4 separate regions of the Sus scrofa genome follow, and all the other regions are linked to region 1. The links are chromatin contacts, called in public Hi-C and HiChIP or PLAC-seq maps. All regions are on one chromosome and are shown on one strand. The core of a region is the stretch at or near the end of the contact, and the rest is flanking DNA. Distances in the headings are between cores, read along the strand shown. Region 1 holds the start of HOOK2 (protein Hook homolog 2). Region 2 has its middle 21 kb from the start of MAN2B1. Region 3 holds the start of MAN2B1 (lysosomal alpha-mannosidase). Region 4 holds the start of CALR (calreticulin).

What was found. Hi-C and Micro-C count contacts between places; a contact is called where the count stands out from the background. HiChIP or PLAC-seq counts read pairs in DNA pulled down with a chosen protein or histone mark.
Region 2: a contact with region 1 is called in an H3K27ac HiChIP or PLAC-seq map of alveolar macrophages. The contact joins the enhancer-like site here to the promoter of HOOK2 in region 1. A contact is called at or near these places in 5 of 47 Hi-C or Micro-C datasets (heart right ventricle, liver, retroperitoneal adipose tissue and 1 more) and 2 of 2 datasets of contacts at active chromatin or transcription factors (alveolar macrophages and skeletal muscle).
Region 3: an H3K27ac HiChIP or PLAC-seq map of alveolar macrophages shows a contact between it and region 1. The contact joins the promoter of MAN2B1 here to the promoter of HOOK2 in region 1. A contact is called at or near these places in 5 of 47 Hi-C or Micro-C datasets (embryonic fibroblasts, liver, retroperitoneal adipose tissue and 1 more) and 2 of 2 datasets of contacts at active chromatin or transcription factors (alveolar macrophages and skeletal muscle).
Region 4: a Hi-C map of liver shows a contact between it and region 1, with 5 times the contacts expected there. The contact joins the promoter of CALR here to the promoter of HOOK2 in region 1. A contact is called at or near these places in 2 of 5 promoter capture datasets (fetal liver and liver), 6 of 47 Hi-C or Micro-C datasets (alveolar macrophages, heart right ventricle, liver and 1 more) and 1 of 2 datasets of contacts at active chromatin or transcription factors (alveolar macrophages).

What each region holds. Positions count from the first base shown.
Region 1 is chr2:66,225,914-66,228,898 of Sscrofa11.1, forward strand. It overlaps HOOK2 (protein Hook homolog 2), which reads left to right and starts at 1,649. Exons shown (of 21, transcript XR_002341620.1): 1 at 1,649-1,825; 2 at 2,208-2,249; 3 at 2,347-2,432; 4 at 2,502-2,574.
Region 2 is chr2:66,348,777-66,351,879 of Sscrofa11.1, forward strand. No RefSeq gene overlaps it. Among named protein-coding and RNA genes, the nearest start is that of MAN2B1, 21 kb to the left of the region's middle. Within about 2 kb of position 1,630, at least 5 of the 83 cell types and tissues checked have an H3K27ac peak or open chromatin away from gene starts, as enhancers often do. A contact at or near this core is called in alveolar macrophages, where this site is marked.
Region 3 is chr2:66,327,566-66,330,531 of Sscrofa11.1, forward strand. MAN2B1 (lysosomal alpha-mannosidase) reads left to right here and starts at 1,486. Exons shown (of 24, transcript XM_003123314.4): 1 at 1,486-1,713. The coding sequence starts at 1,552. WDR83OS (WD repeat domain 83 opposite strand) reads left to right here. Exons shown (of 4, transcript NM_001001645.1): 4 at 50-430. The coding sequence ends at 116. It overlaps LOC100736972 (a long non-coding RNA gene), which reads right to left and starts at 1,446. Exons shown (of 6, transcript XR_002341622.1): 1 at 1,292-1,446; 2 at 1,016-1,089.
Region 4 is chr2:66,100,321-66,103,503 of Sscrofa11.1, forward strand. CALR (calreticulin) reads right to left here and starts at 1,754. Exons shown (of 9, transcript NM_001174133.1): 1 at 1,601-1,754; 2 at 1,133-1,234; 3 at 745-948; 4 at 223-317; 5 at 1-133. The coding sequence starts at 1,691.

The sequences.
Region 1 (2,985 bases), core at 399-2,898:
ACATCAAGATCCCTGTGGGTTTTGAAATTATCACAACATTGTAAATCAACTATAATTCAATAAATTAAAAAAAAAATCCCTGCGGGTTTTTCAAACATTCCCATCCCAAATATTTGGCGGCCCCAGCACATCCCCCAACACTGGGCAACCAGGCCATCTCACAATTACTCCCAGCCTCCTATCCTTGTCACAGCCATAGTTCTGGCTCACCTTCCACTTCTACCTGGTGGCTGTGTGGCCCCATTTTCCCCTTTAAGCAGTTCCCTCTCCTTGGTGGGTGGGTGCAGGATAGGGGACAAGCGGCGGTTTTTCCCACGCCCGCCGGAAGGCAGCTCAGTCCGGAAACCGGCACTGCCGGCCCTTGTCCCCTTCCTCCCTACTCTCCCTCCCCTGCTCCCAGGGGATGGAGGCTGAAAACAACTCGGGAAGGGGATGTTGTTAGTGTGTAGACGAGCCTCGAGCCTCCAAGGCCCCTGCCTGCGTGCGGTTGCGCTTCTGAGTGTGCAGTAATCCGATGTTTGGTGCTAAAGTGATGGTATTCCTGCGATGCAGCTGCGGGGGTTGGGGGGTGGGTGGGAGCTGTGGTCATCCTGCCCAACCCACTCGGGGCAGGCCTGCCGGAGCCAGACTCTGGGTTGGAGGGAGCAACTCCCCTCCCCTCAGACCTGACCCACCCCTAAATCAGAGCCCGCCCCCTCCCTCTGGGTACAACTAATAACCTCTAATTATCGCTCATTACCTCGCCCGCCTCGCGGGGGAGGGGCTGCCGGAGAACTTAGGCGTCAGAGGGCGCGGGCCGTGGCTTTACCCCTTCCCTGAAACCGGATCCAGTCAGAACCTCTGTTTCCTCGCCTGCGAACCGGGAATTAAAAGAGCACTTGCCACCTAGAGTCGTGGAGATTTCAACCATCTATATATTTAAATCGCTTAGCGCAGAGACTGCATAGTGTGTGCATTCCATAAATGGCAACTGCGATTTTATCGTAAACTAGTATTGTTTGTACTTTCCTGTGAGCCCCCTCCACTGCCCAGACCGGGTCTCAGAACAGGTCCATTCTTTTCCTCGTAGGCGGCGTTCCTGCGGTCTGGGCGCCCCCTGGTGGGCCGTGGCGAACAGGGTGGCCTGGTCGCGGTTTCTGAGACAGGAGGGTTCCCGCGCCGCGTCTGAGAGCATGCAGTGAAGGGCTCAGTGGAGGATGGGTCTAAGCTAGGCAAATATATCTCTCCATTACCCAGGACATGTGTCTGGCTGATCCATCCTTCCCTCCACTTGGGACTATCAAGTCACTTCCACCGGGAAGACCACCTTGGTGTCCCCCTCCAAGTGCTCCTCTCCCGCTCAAATAAAGGCTCAAATCATAATGTAGCTAGACAACAGGATTTCATTCAGCTGAGGGGCAGGGACGAAAATGCGCCTGTATATAACAAGGTGGAGCAGCTCCTCCCGGATGAAGAGGAAAAATGGTGAGGTCTCCGCTACCCACAAAAGAGAATGGGGAGGAGGGGCGACGGGGCCACCGTAGGGATGCGCAAGGCTGGCCCAGACTGACCCCTAGCGGCAGGGCTGGCCTCCAACTGCTTCCCGGATCCAAGATGGCGGGACTGAAGGCCTGAAAGGGCGCCGGGAGATCACGTGTATAGGGCGGGGCTTGCGCCTAGGGGGCGGGGCGGCGCTCTGGGCCGAGCGGGAGGTCGGGGCTGCGAGCGCTAGCTGGTGGCGGATCTGGACGCGGCTGCCGTGGCAGGGCTCCGCGGCCGGGGTCGAATCCGATCAGGAGTCATGAGCGTGGATAAGGCCGAGCTATGCGGGTCTCTGCTCACCTGGGTAGGTTGGGGGAGGTGCCAGGGACAGGTGTACGCCCGCTCTGCTCGCCCGGGAGCCCAGACCTTGGCTCTATTCGCCCTTCCATACTGGGACTGGGAGGAGGAAGGGGTCGTCGGCCGGCCAGACCGTTGGACTCTGGCCTGAGCACCCGCCTTGTCACGTAGCAGGTTTGCGTGGAAAGAACAGGTGAGGCCCCGCCCCTTCGTGACTGGGTCATGTGGGGTGAGGGCACAGGTGAGCTGGCCTGGTCATGTGGTGCCTGTGGGAACCAGGTGACTCGTGGTTCTGCCCTGGCCTGGTCGGCGGGATTTGTTGGGCAGAGGTACAGGGAGGCCACGCCCCCTCCGGTTCCTCCAGGTGAGCAGAGACCACTCCCCCACAGAGCTGCTTGCTGGAGCAAAAGGCCAACCCCCTGCCCAACCCTGTGAGTTTCCTACGGACTGAAAAGTTTGCAAAAAGGGTGTGGTTCCGTGGTCCCAGGCCCTGATTTTACCTGTTGCGCTTTCCTCTCCCCCACCCAGTTGCAGATGTTCCACGTCCCGCCCCCCTGTACCAGCCCCCAGGACCTGAGCAGTGGCCTTGCAGTAGCCCATGTGCTGAACCAGATGTGAGTGGGGCTGAGGGGGAGGGTCCCAAAAGGGACCCCCAGCAGCTCATCCCACATTCTCGCCCCCAGAGACCCTTCCTGGTTCAACGAGGCATGGCTCCAGGGCATCTCAGACGACCCAAGTCCCAACTGCAGGCTGAAGGTGACAGGTGGACTTATGAATGGGGGACAGACTGGTGAAGAGATGACCAGGGAAGGGTCAGTTAGACAAGTCCTTGGTGACGGACAGACAGACCTGGACAGGAAGAGGGAGAGATGTATGGTGGTGATTAGCCAACTATGATTCTGTTCCTTTATTCTTATATTAAGTAGGCCTGAGTGTGCAGCAAGAAATGACACAGGTACAAACCTGCATACACAAACATTAACATTGACTTCTGGTGGTAATCAATTTTATGTCAATAACAAAAACTGGGCCGAGAGAGAGCACCTGGGAGTGGGTGGGATCAGATGGGCTGATTTCCATGTGAGATTTGGAGGAATGATATTTCAGACACAGCAAACAGCAACGGCAAAGGCCCTGAGTTGCAAATAAGCTTGGTGTGGTCAAGGA
Region 2 (3,103 bases), core at 380-2,879, 120 kb after region 1:
AGGTCATGGGCAGGCTGGCAGGCTGGGTGAGGGTGCCAACCTTTAAGATTGCCTTCTGGGAGTTCCTGTTGTGGTGCAGCAGAAATGAATCCGACTAGGAACCATGAGGTTGTGGGTTTGATCCCTGGCTTCGCTCAGTGGGTTAAGGATCTGGCATTACTGTGAGCTGTGGTGTAGTTTGCAGACACAGCTCAGATCTGGCGTTGCTGTGGCTGTGATGTAGGACGGCAGCTGTAGCTCTAATTTGACCCTAGCCTGAGAATCTATATGCTGTGAGTGTGTGGCCCTAAAAAGCAAAAAAAAAAAAAAAAAAAAAAAAGATTGCCTTCTGAAAAGATTCCCAAGTCCTCCTCTAAGGCTGAGGCCAACCCAGGCTGTGTGGGAAGGGCCATGGCCTGGACTGACGATGTGCCTGGGTCAGCCAGGGAGGGTGACCCACTTAGGACCTGGTCACTGGAAGCACTCCTCCCAAAACATTTCTAAGTCCCATTGATATGGCTAGGCCAGCTGAGGAGAGTGGCCAGAGGGCTGCTGTTGTCCTGCTTAAGAGGCTTATTTTCAGAGGTGCCCTCTTTGTTGATGGGAACTAGTCAGGGCCAGGAAATCAGCCAAGGGCTGGCACCCAGACATGACTGTGGTCTTGTGTTGGTATCTGTGCCTCTTGAAAAAGTTCCCAAGTCCCCCTTTGAATGAGTGGGGGGCTCATTCAAAAGTCAGCAGTGGCCTGAGCTTAAGGTGTTGCTGGTCCTACCTGCAGACACCTGTGTTGCCCATTGCTGGATGCACTTGCCTTGCTGCCATTTTTCTAAATCTCCCTCTGGAGGGGGCAGCCCGTCCTGGCCATCCACGGAGGCCCCAGGGAGGGTGTTCTGGGCCCCACCATGGTCACAGGTGGGCCCTATTCATCACATACGCTTCTAGAAAATGTTTCCAACTCCTCCGGAGACAAGCAGCGACAGAGTGGGCTAGGGACCACCTTAGAGGGTGTCCAGGGCTTGGGGAAAGTCTGGGGATGGGTCACTAGATGTGCCTCCAAAAAAAAAACCAAAACCAAAACCAAAAAAAACCTCTCTCTATATATATGTATGTATATATTCGGTCTTTTTAAGGCCGCACCTTGGGCGTATGGAGGTTCCCAGGCTAGGAGTCTAATCGGAGCTACAGCTGCCAGCCTTCGCCACAGCCATAGCAATGCAGGATCCTAGCTGCATCTGTGACCTATACCACAGCTCACGGCAACGCTGGATCCTTAACCCACTGAGCGAGGCCAGGGATCAAACCCAAAGCCTCATGGTTACTAGTCAGATTTGTTTCTGCTGCACCACAAAGGCAACGGAAAATATTTTTAAGCCCCCTTGGGAGAGGGAGACTGAACTGAGATGGTGTGAGAGGCTCCTGGAGAAGGCCCAGCCCTGTCACAGTCCCACCACGGGGCTGGGTCACTAGGGGTGCCTCCGAAAAGCTGGCTAAGACCCCCTTTGGAAGCTGAGATCAGCCCCGGCCCTCCAGGGAGTTCCATGGACCGCGTCTCGGGCCTATCAGGCCACCCCACCCTGGCTGCAACAGGTACAGTGTTCTAGGTGGACACAGAGGAGGTGGCGCGTGGGTGGGCATGGGGCGCCACCTGGTGGCCATTTATATATCGTCTCCGAAGATCTGCTGAAGTGGCATCCGGCTGCCCAGCCCAAGGGCGAGATCCATTAAGCAGGCAGCGCTGTCATCTCGACTGCGACACTCTGCCTCCTAAGACTGTCATTGCAATATAAAGGAGGAGGCATCTGGGAACTGCATGGACAGGGTGACTGGCATACAGAGATTCCCTCCACCAGCGAGTACCACCTTGAGGCGTTGCAGGTGATGGGCATAGGACCCCATGGGCTCAGCCATGTTCCCACCTGGTGCTCAGTTGTTGGGAGTGCCTCCTGAGAATTTTTCGAGGTCCCCCTCTTGGGGTGGAGCACTGTTGCCAGATATGCATCCAGAAATTTTTCCCTTCTGAAGAGGTGACAAGGAGGGCAGGAAAGGGCACCCTAAGTCCAACTGCAGGAGTTCTCCTTGTGTCTCAGCAGAACCCTACATAGTGGCCGTGAGGATGCAGGTTCCATCCCTGGTTAAGGGGTAAGGATTCAGCTTTGCTGCAAGCTACGGTGTAGGTCACAGATGGCGCTAAGATCCTGCACTGCTGTGGCTGTGGCTAGGCTGGCTGCTGCAGCTCCAATTAGACTCCTAGCCTGGGAACTTCCGTATGCCACAGGTGTGGCTATAAGAAAAAGAAGAAATAAGTCCAACTGGAGTTACTCTGGGGCCTATTCTTGGACACTCCCTGCAAAGCCTCTGTAAACCACCCTCCAGTGGCAGGGAACATCCCAAGCCAACCAGGGTGGGTGCAGAGGTGGGCACCTTGGATCTGGTTGGGGTCCCCAGCAGGTTCTTGGTCATCTGAAGTAGCTCCTAGGATCATTTTTTTTTTTCCTTTTGCGGGGGCAGGGGTGGCACCTCACAGCATATGGAGTTCCTGGGCCAGGGATCAGATCTGAACCTCAGTTGTGACCCACGCCACAGGTATGCCAAGACCAGATCCTTAACCCTCTGTGCCAAGCCAGGGGATCCAACCTGTGCCCTAGTGCTCCAGAGATGCCACCGATTTGGTTGTGCCACATCGGGAACTCCTCATTTCCAATTCTAACTGGGATGAGGGTGTGATATTGGCCCCGGCAGGTCAGGGAGATTCCAGTAAGATGCCCTCTGATTTTCACTCCCTTGTGAGTCTTCCAAAAAATTTCTGTCTCCGTCAGAAGGCTGAATACAGAGTTCCCATTGTGCCAAAAGCATAAGGAACCCATCTAATACCCATGAGGATGTGTGTTCCATCCCTGGCATGGCTCAGTGGGTTAAGGATCTGGCGTTGCTGAGCTGCACTCTAGGTTGCAGACATGGCTCAGATCTAGTGTTGCTGTGGCTGTGGTGTAGGTCATAGACGTGGCTTGGAGCCCACGTTGCTGTAGCATAGGCCGGCAGCTGCAGCTCTGATTCAACCCCTAGCCTGGGAACTTCCATATGCTGTGGCCCTAAAAAGACAAAAATAAATAAATAAATAAAACAA
Region 3 (2,966 bases), core at 236-2,735, 100 kb after region 1:
GGATCCCCAAGCCTATCCATCCTGGACTGACTCCTCTCTCCTGTCTCAGGCTGTCCATCTCTGCTGTGGTGATGTCGTATCTGCAGAACCCTCAGCCCATGACGCCCCCCTGGTGATGTCAGCCTAGAGGGGTCCCATCCTGGACCCCTCTGTCCACCTTGCCCTAGGCCTGGGCCTTGGCTACTCAGTCTCTGGCCCTCAACTGCAGTCCTGGGCTTCTCTGGGTGAGGTAGTCTCAGGGCCAGCAGGTGGATGGAGGGAACTTGGCTCTGTCCCTGGGATCCCACTTCTGCTGAGGCAGCGAGGGGAATTGCATAGGCCAACCCACTCCTGCCTGCCTTCCCCACCCTGCCTGCTGCTGGGGGAGGTGCTGTCCATGTTTCCAATCATTTTCATGTTGAAACCAGTTAATAAAGTTTTGCATTCTGGATGTTCTCTGTGACCTCACTCTCCGGTGCATTGTGGGTGCTTGTCTTAGCAGGGGGAAGGGCTCCAGTTCTTCCACTCTGTCAGACCTTGGGTGGGAGCCTTAGTTTGGAGACTTCAGGGTAGTTTTCTTATTTCACACGCCTCCAGCCCTAAGTCCCCTGCCAGAGACAGAACAGTGATCTTTGCCCTCTGGCAGCAGGGCTAATCTGAGGAATCTGGGCTTTGGTTTTCTTTCTTTTTTCTTTTTTTTTTTGCCTTTTCTAGGGTAGCTTCCTGCTGCATATGGAGGTTCCCAGGCTGGGGTCTAATCGGAGCTGTAGCTTCCAGTCTACGCCATAGCCACAGCAATGCGGGATCCAAGCCGCGTCTGCGACCACAGCTCACAGCAACACCGGATCCTTAACCCACTGGGCAAGGCCAGGGATCGAACCTGCAACCTCCTGGTTCCTAGTCGGATTTGTTAACCACTGCGCCACAATGGGAACTCCTGGGCTTTGGTTTTCTTATCAGGGGAATGGGGGTACTGTAAGCAAGTCAGATGTACTGGTAGGGACCAGGGAAGGCAAGAAAAACCGTTTTCCCTTACCTGTGAAGTTCTCACTCTCCTCTCCAGAGGACATCCGTGTCTCTCCCAAGGCTGGATGCCACCCCTCCCCAGCGCTGTAAGAGGCAATTCCTTTACTCAATGTCTCAATCCGTAGGACAGAAAAGGGCACCCATTAACCTCTGCTCCTGGCCAAGCTAGGTTCCTGGCGGACCCTAGCCCTGAAGGTCAACGGCATACCCTAGGATTCTACGCACATATTTTACTTCCAAGGCAAACCCCAGCACCCGTAGGAAAATCTGAGACCCCTGCTCCTACCTCCAAGGAAGCAGCTAGACTAAAACATTTTCTGAGGAAACCAGCGCCGGGAGGGGCTACACACACCCAGGGCCTCGCTGTACTCCTAGGCCCCCAGGGTACCCAGAGCTACTATCTCCGTCTCGTGACTCTCTAGGCCACACCCTAGCCCCGCCCTCGCTGGCACCCATTGGTCAAGCCGAATCCTGGGGGCGGGGCCTTTGCTGAGCCTAGGCCCGGCACGGGAAACCCCTGGAGGCAGTGGCGGCCGCAGCAGAGCCATGGTTGCCGAGGCGCGGTTTTGGGGGGTCCGCGCTGGTGGCGGCCAGGACGAGGCGGGGTCCCGGAAGCGCTCCGGCGCGCTGCAGCCACCGCTCCCGCCTTTCTCCTTCCTTTTTTTGTTGTTGCTGGCGGCGCACGGCGTTTGGGCCGCCGGATACCAGGTGAGCGTGGGCCCGCGAGCGGAAATGTCCTTCAACTTCCAGAGTGAAGCTCCCAGTAGGATTCGGGTCTGTGGGTGGCTCAGTTCTGTGGTGACTAGTGACTGGTTGCTAATATGACAGCATGGTCTGAGCATATGCTTGGTGTCATTGAGAGGTCTGGCTGTGTGTGTCTGAGAATGGCGCTGTCTGTATCTGCCTCCCTTGCTTCTGCGGGTTGGCTTACCTGGACTCTGCATACATTTACCGTTGCTGAAGATTGGCCTCTGTCCACCGTTGCCTAATAGAAACTCAGAGACAGAGTTTTGGGTGAAGGAGAAAAAAAATAGCTTTATTGCTTTGCCAGGCAAAGGAGGGTCACAGCAGGCTAATACCCTAAAGACTGTGCCCTCCCAATGCCATTGGAAAGAATTGCTAGGAGTTTTATAGTAAAAAGAAGGAAGACAGATTTTCAAATAGGAATCAAGGATTGGAACAAACATGCATTCTTCTTTCTTTGGGGGGGATCTTAGTCTTCAAAGCTGGAGTCAGGAGATATCAGCATGATCACAATGGTGGTCTTCTGGGTTGTCGCCTAGAAAAACAGTACTTGGGAAAAGGGTATATTGATCAGAGATTAGAACAAACTAGGGAAGTTCCTGAAAAAAAATCATGTGCTAATAATATTTAATCCACAGGCAATTGTGCTCAGGACGCTTAATCTTTAGTTTACCTGTGACTGTTTAGGGTGCAGTTAAGCCAGGGAGAAGGACAAGGAAAGACTCTAAGCTGTTCAATTTTAAAGTGTTCATTTCTAAAAGAAGCATAAGTAATATAACTTTTCTCTTAAGCGTATAAGATGCCTATATTATTATGTGTATCCCTTGAGAGGGAACCAGGATCCTGTCCCAAGGCTGTACTATTTTTTCTTGACTGTTCCTCCCTTGTCTTTGTATCTCCTTGCTTCCCTGTTCGGCAACTGTCTGAACCTCCCTGGTAACTCAGGGAGGGTTATGGAAGCTGAATGAGGCTAATTTCTTAAGAACAAGAAATGGGGGGCACAGAAAGGCTTTTGTGCCCAAGAGCCCCACAAGGCCCTGCTCAGTTACATTACCTGTGTGATTGGGTGTGAGCCAGCTACTAGCTATGTGTGTGGCCTGGGGGCTTGTTGAGAGCTGGGAGTCTGCCTGAAATTGCAGTCTGGCTCTTTCACTTCCTGGCTACATGACCTTACCCAAACACTTACCCTCTCTGATCCTCAGTGTCTGAAAACAGGA
Region 4 (3,183 bases), core at 504-3,003, 130 kb before region 1:
TTATCTTCTTAGGCGGCAAGAAGTCCCAATCGTCCTCCAAGGAGCCTGACTCCACCTGACTGTTGTCAATCTTCACCTCATAAGTATTATCGGGCCGCACAATCAGTGTGTACAGGTGTGTGAATTCATCATCCTGAAGAGAGTAGGAGATGAGCGGCCCCACCCACCAGGCTGGCCTCTGAGCCTCCCCTGACAGCCATTTGTTACCACCCCCAGATGCACCTTGCAACGGATATCCTTATTGATGAGCACGTTCTTGCCCTTGTAGTTGAAGATGACATGAACTTTCTTGGTGCCAGGGCCACAGATGTCCGGGCCTTGGTGAGAAGTAGGTCCGGTTAGAGTTAGAGGCTCCCCACCACTGAGCCCCGCCCCCACCCCTTTTCAAAAAGAAAACTTGGTTCTTAAACGCAGGTCTGCAAAGCTCAAAACAGAATTCAGACTTTATCTCTAAGGGACTAAGAATAAAGAGTCAAAGGAGAGAAATTAAGTGCTCAGAGAACTTGTAGAATTGGAAAATAGCTACATAAACATCACACAGACTATCAGCCTTAAACCAAAAACAAAGCAGAAAGTTGTTAACTGTAACTATTCCCTCAGCTTCCCTTCCAAAGAAAAACTTAAGCATGTAAGGGTTTTCTGTGCTCTCAAGACTACTTTTCATGGGCTATATATAAGGAACACACGGGGTTTCAGGCTCCGTCTAACTAACCAGAGGTCAGGATCAGGGTGGGGCCCCCTCACCAAACATGATGTTGTATTCGGAGTCTCCATGCATGTCTGTCTGGTCCAAACCATCTGGAAACAGCTTCACGTATCCACCCCCACAGTCGATGTTCTGTTCGTGTTTCACCGTGAACTGCACTACCAGCGTCTGACCCTTGTTGCTGAAGGGCTCAAATCTGGCCGACAGAGCGTAAAACCGGGCATCCTGGCTTGTCTGTAGCCCTAGCAAGGGACGATAGTGAGGTCACGGCTCAGCCCAATCCCCGGAGTACCCTTATGTGGGAAATAGAGACGACTGCCCCTTCCTCCCCCTGCTCTGTTCCTAGGGGTACCCAAGCTGTGTGATGATTAGGAGCTTCCTCCAGGAAGTCCTCCTGGATCTGAGAACCCATCCCTAGGTTCTTACCTTTATCTTTCTCCTGGTCACCGTAGAATTTGCCGGAACTGAGAACGAATCTGCCAAAATCCGGTTTGTGTTTGGATTCAATCCAGCGATCAGTCCACCCGTCTAGGGGACCAGAGGAGCAGGTCAGCGCGGCCTTGCTCATCACCCCCCAAAAAACATCTACCAAGACCCACAAGCTGCTAGGGTCAAATAAAGAGCTATTCTTCTCTCTGACTTCCCCTACCCCGGCCTCTAGTTTGACATCTCTAATGGCTTAAGAGAGCCTCGGGCGAGCCCTAACTCCGGCCGCAGAAGGCCGCTGCGCCCTCCACGCTCCTCAGGGACGGAGAAGGAAGGATCGCCTTGCGGCTTTAGTCCCTGAAGACTACCGTGTTGGCCCTCTGAGCAGTAATTACAGAAGACACGCAGATATGGGCTAGGTGGCCAGCCGCCTCGTTAGAGAGGCCTCGAGGCGGGACTAAAGCTTACCTCCGTCCAGAAATTGCTCCTTGAAGTAAATAGTGGGTTCAGCGGCGGCCAGGCCGACAAGGCCGAGCAGTAGTGGGACTGGGAGCAGCATGGCGGGCCGAGGGGGCGGCGGCGCGCGGGCCCCTTAAGTCACTCCTCCAGCAGCCGCTCTGCAGTACGGACGGACGCTACCGCCGGCCGCGAGCCTTTATACCGGGCCCGCTCTCAAACCAACCTGGTCCTGCCTCTTTGACCCTCCTCCCCCGCCGTATCATTGGTCTGTGGCTATAATCCTGCCTTTCCATTGGATCTTTGTCGGCTCAGCATGTTCGGCTGTGCCTCGGCACGCTGGGTTCCCAGATGGCCGATTTCTATTGGCCGCACCACTGGCCAATGAAGGTCGACCACGCGTTGTGGGGGACGCCCACCGGTGGAGTGGGGGCCTCCAGCCCCTCAGGCTAGGTCATGTGACCAGACCTCGGCCCAACCCCGCCCTAGCCCGCGAGCCTGTCTTCACAGCTGGGCGTTTAAAGAACGCGCGCGAGTGCAGGTGCCACTGCGCTGAGCTATGACCCTGTTCCAGCCTCGCCTCTGCTCATCCCCTCTATGGGGCTGGGTGGGCAAGGTTTTCCTAGCCTTTTTCTGTTGCGAATTTGGGGAGCCTCTCTAATTCAACCCTCTCTTTTTCTCTTCCTCTTTCTTTCTCTCCAGTCACCCCGCCCTGCCCAGGATGAGGCAGAGGTCACCGGGCCCTGGGGCTTCATTTCACCCTAGCGCCAGAGCCATGCAGCCTTGCGGGGATAGTGCGGGCTCTCTCCTCCATGTGGCTCCTAGTGTCCTGGCCGCTTTGTCAAGACTGCTGCTGTGTGAAATGGGTCAAGTCACCTAGCCTCTCTGAAGTCACAGGAGCTCCTGAAAGGCCAAGAGGAGCGACGCTGGCCAGCTGCTGCCTGGCAGAAGTGCTTTCAAAGATCTTAGGGACGTCCTGGGACAAAAGGAAGGAAGCCCAGATGGCTTGAAGATGTGACTACAGGCTGTGGCTCCGTAGGGTTGTTCCCTTTATTGGAGCCTCTCCAATATATACCCTCCACCCTTTCCTCAGCCGGTAGACTGAAAGGGGTCACTGTCTTGTGGTCTCCCACAAACGGCTCGCTTTTGCAATTAAACGGCTAAAGAGGAGGGGGCAGGGGGTTCAGTTGGGGAGGGAGTAAAAGGGACAGATGGTGGGGAAGATAAGGTCCAAGAGAGGTGGGCAGGACCCCTAAATCTGGAGCCTTCTTCTGAAGCCAGAGGCGCATGACAGTGACTGACACCAGCTCCCTGCCCCTAGGCTACAGGAAGGAGGAAGGAGAGCTGGGGGTTTCCCAAACTATGAGCAAATAGGCTCTGGACCTGGGAAGTGGGAGGGAACTTTGGAAGGAGGGTAGGTAGGGGTGCTTCCCCTCTAGTGGTGGGAACTCAGAAAAGGGAGGAATGAGGGATCTTGGAGAAGTTGTGGTTCTGCCCCTTCCCCAAGGCAGTATCCAGTAGGGGTGCCCAACCTGCACCCCTCCTGCCCCATCCCCCCCAGGACCCCAAAGGAACTTCCAGTGACTTGCTTTCCC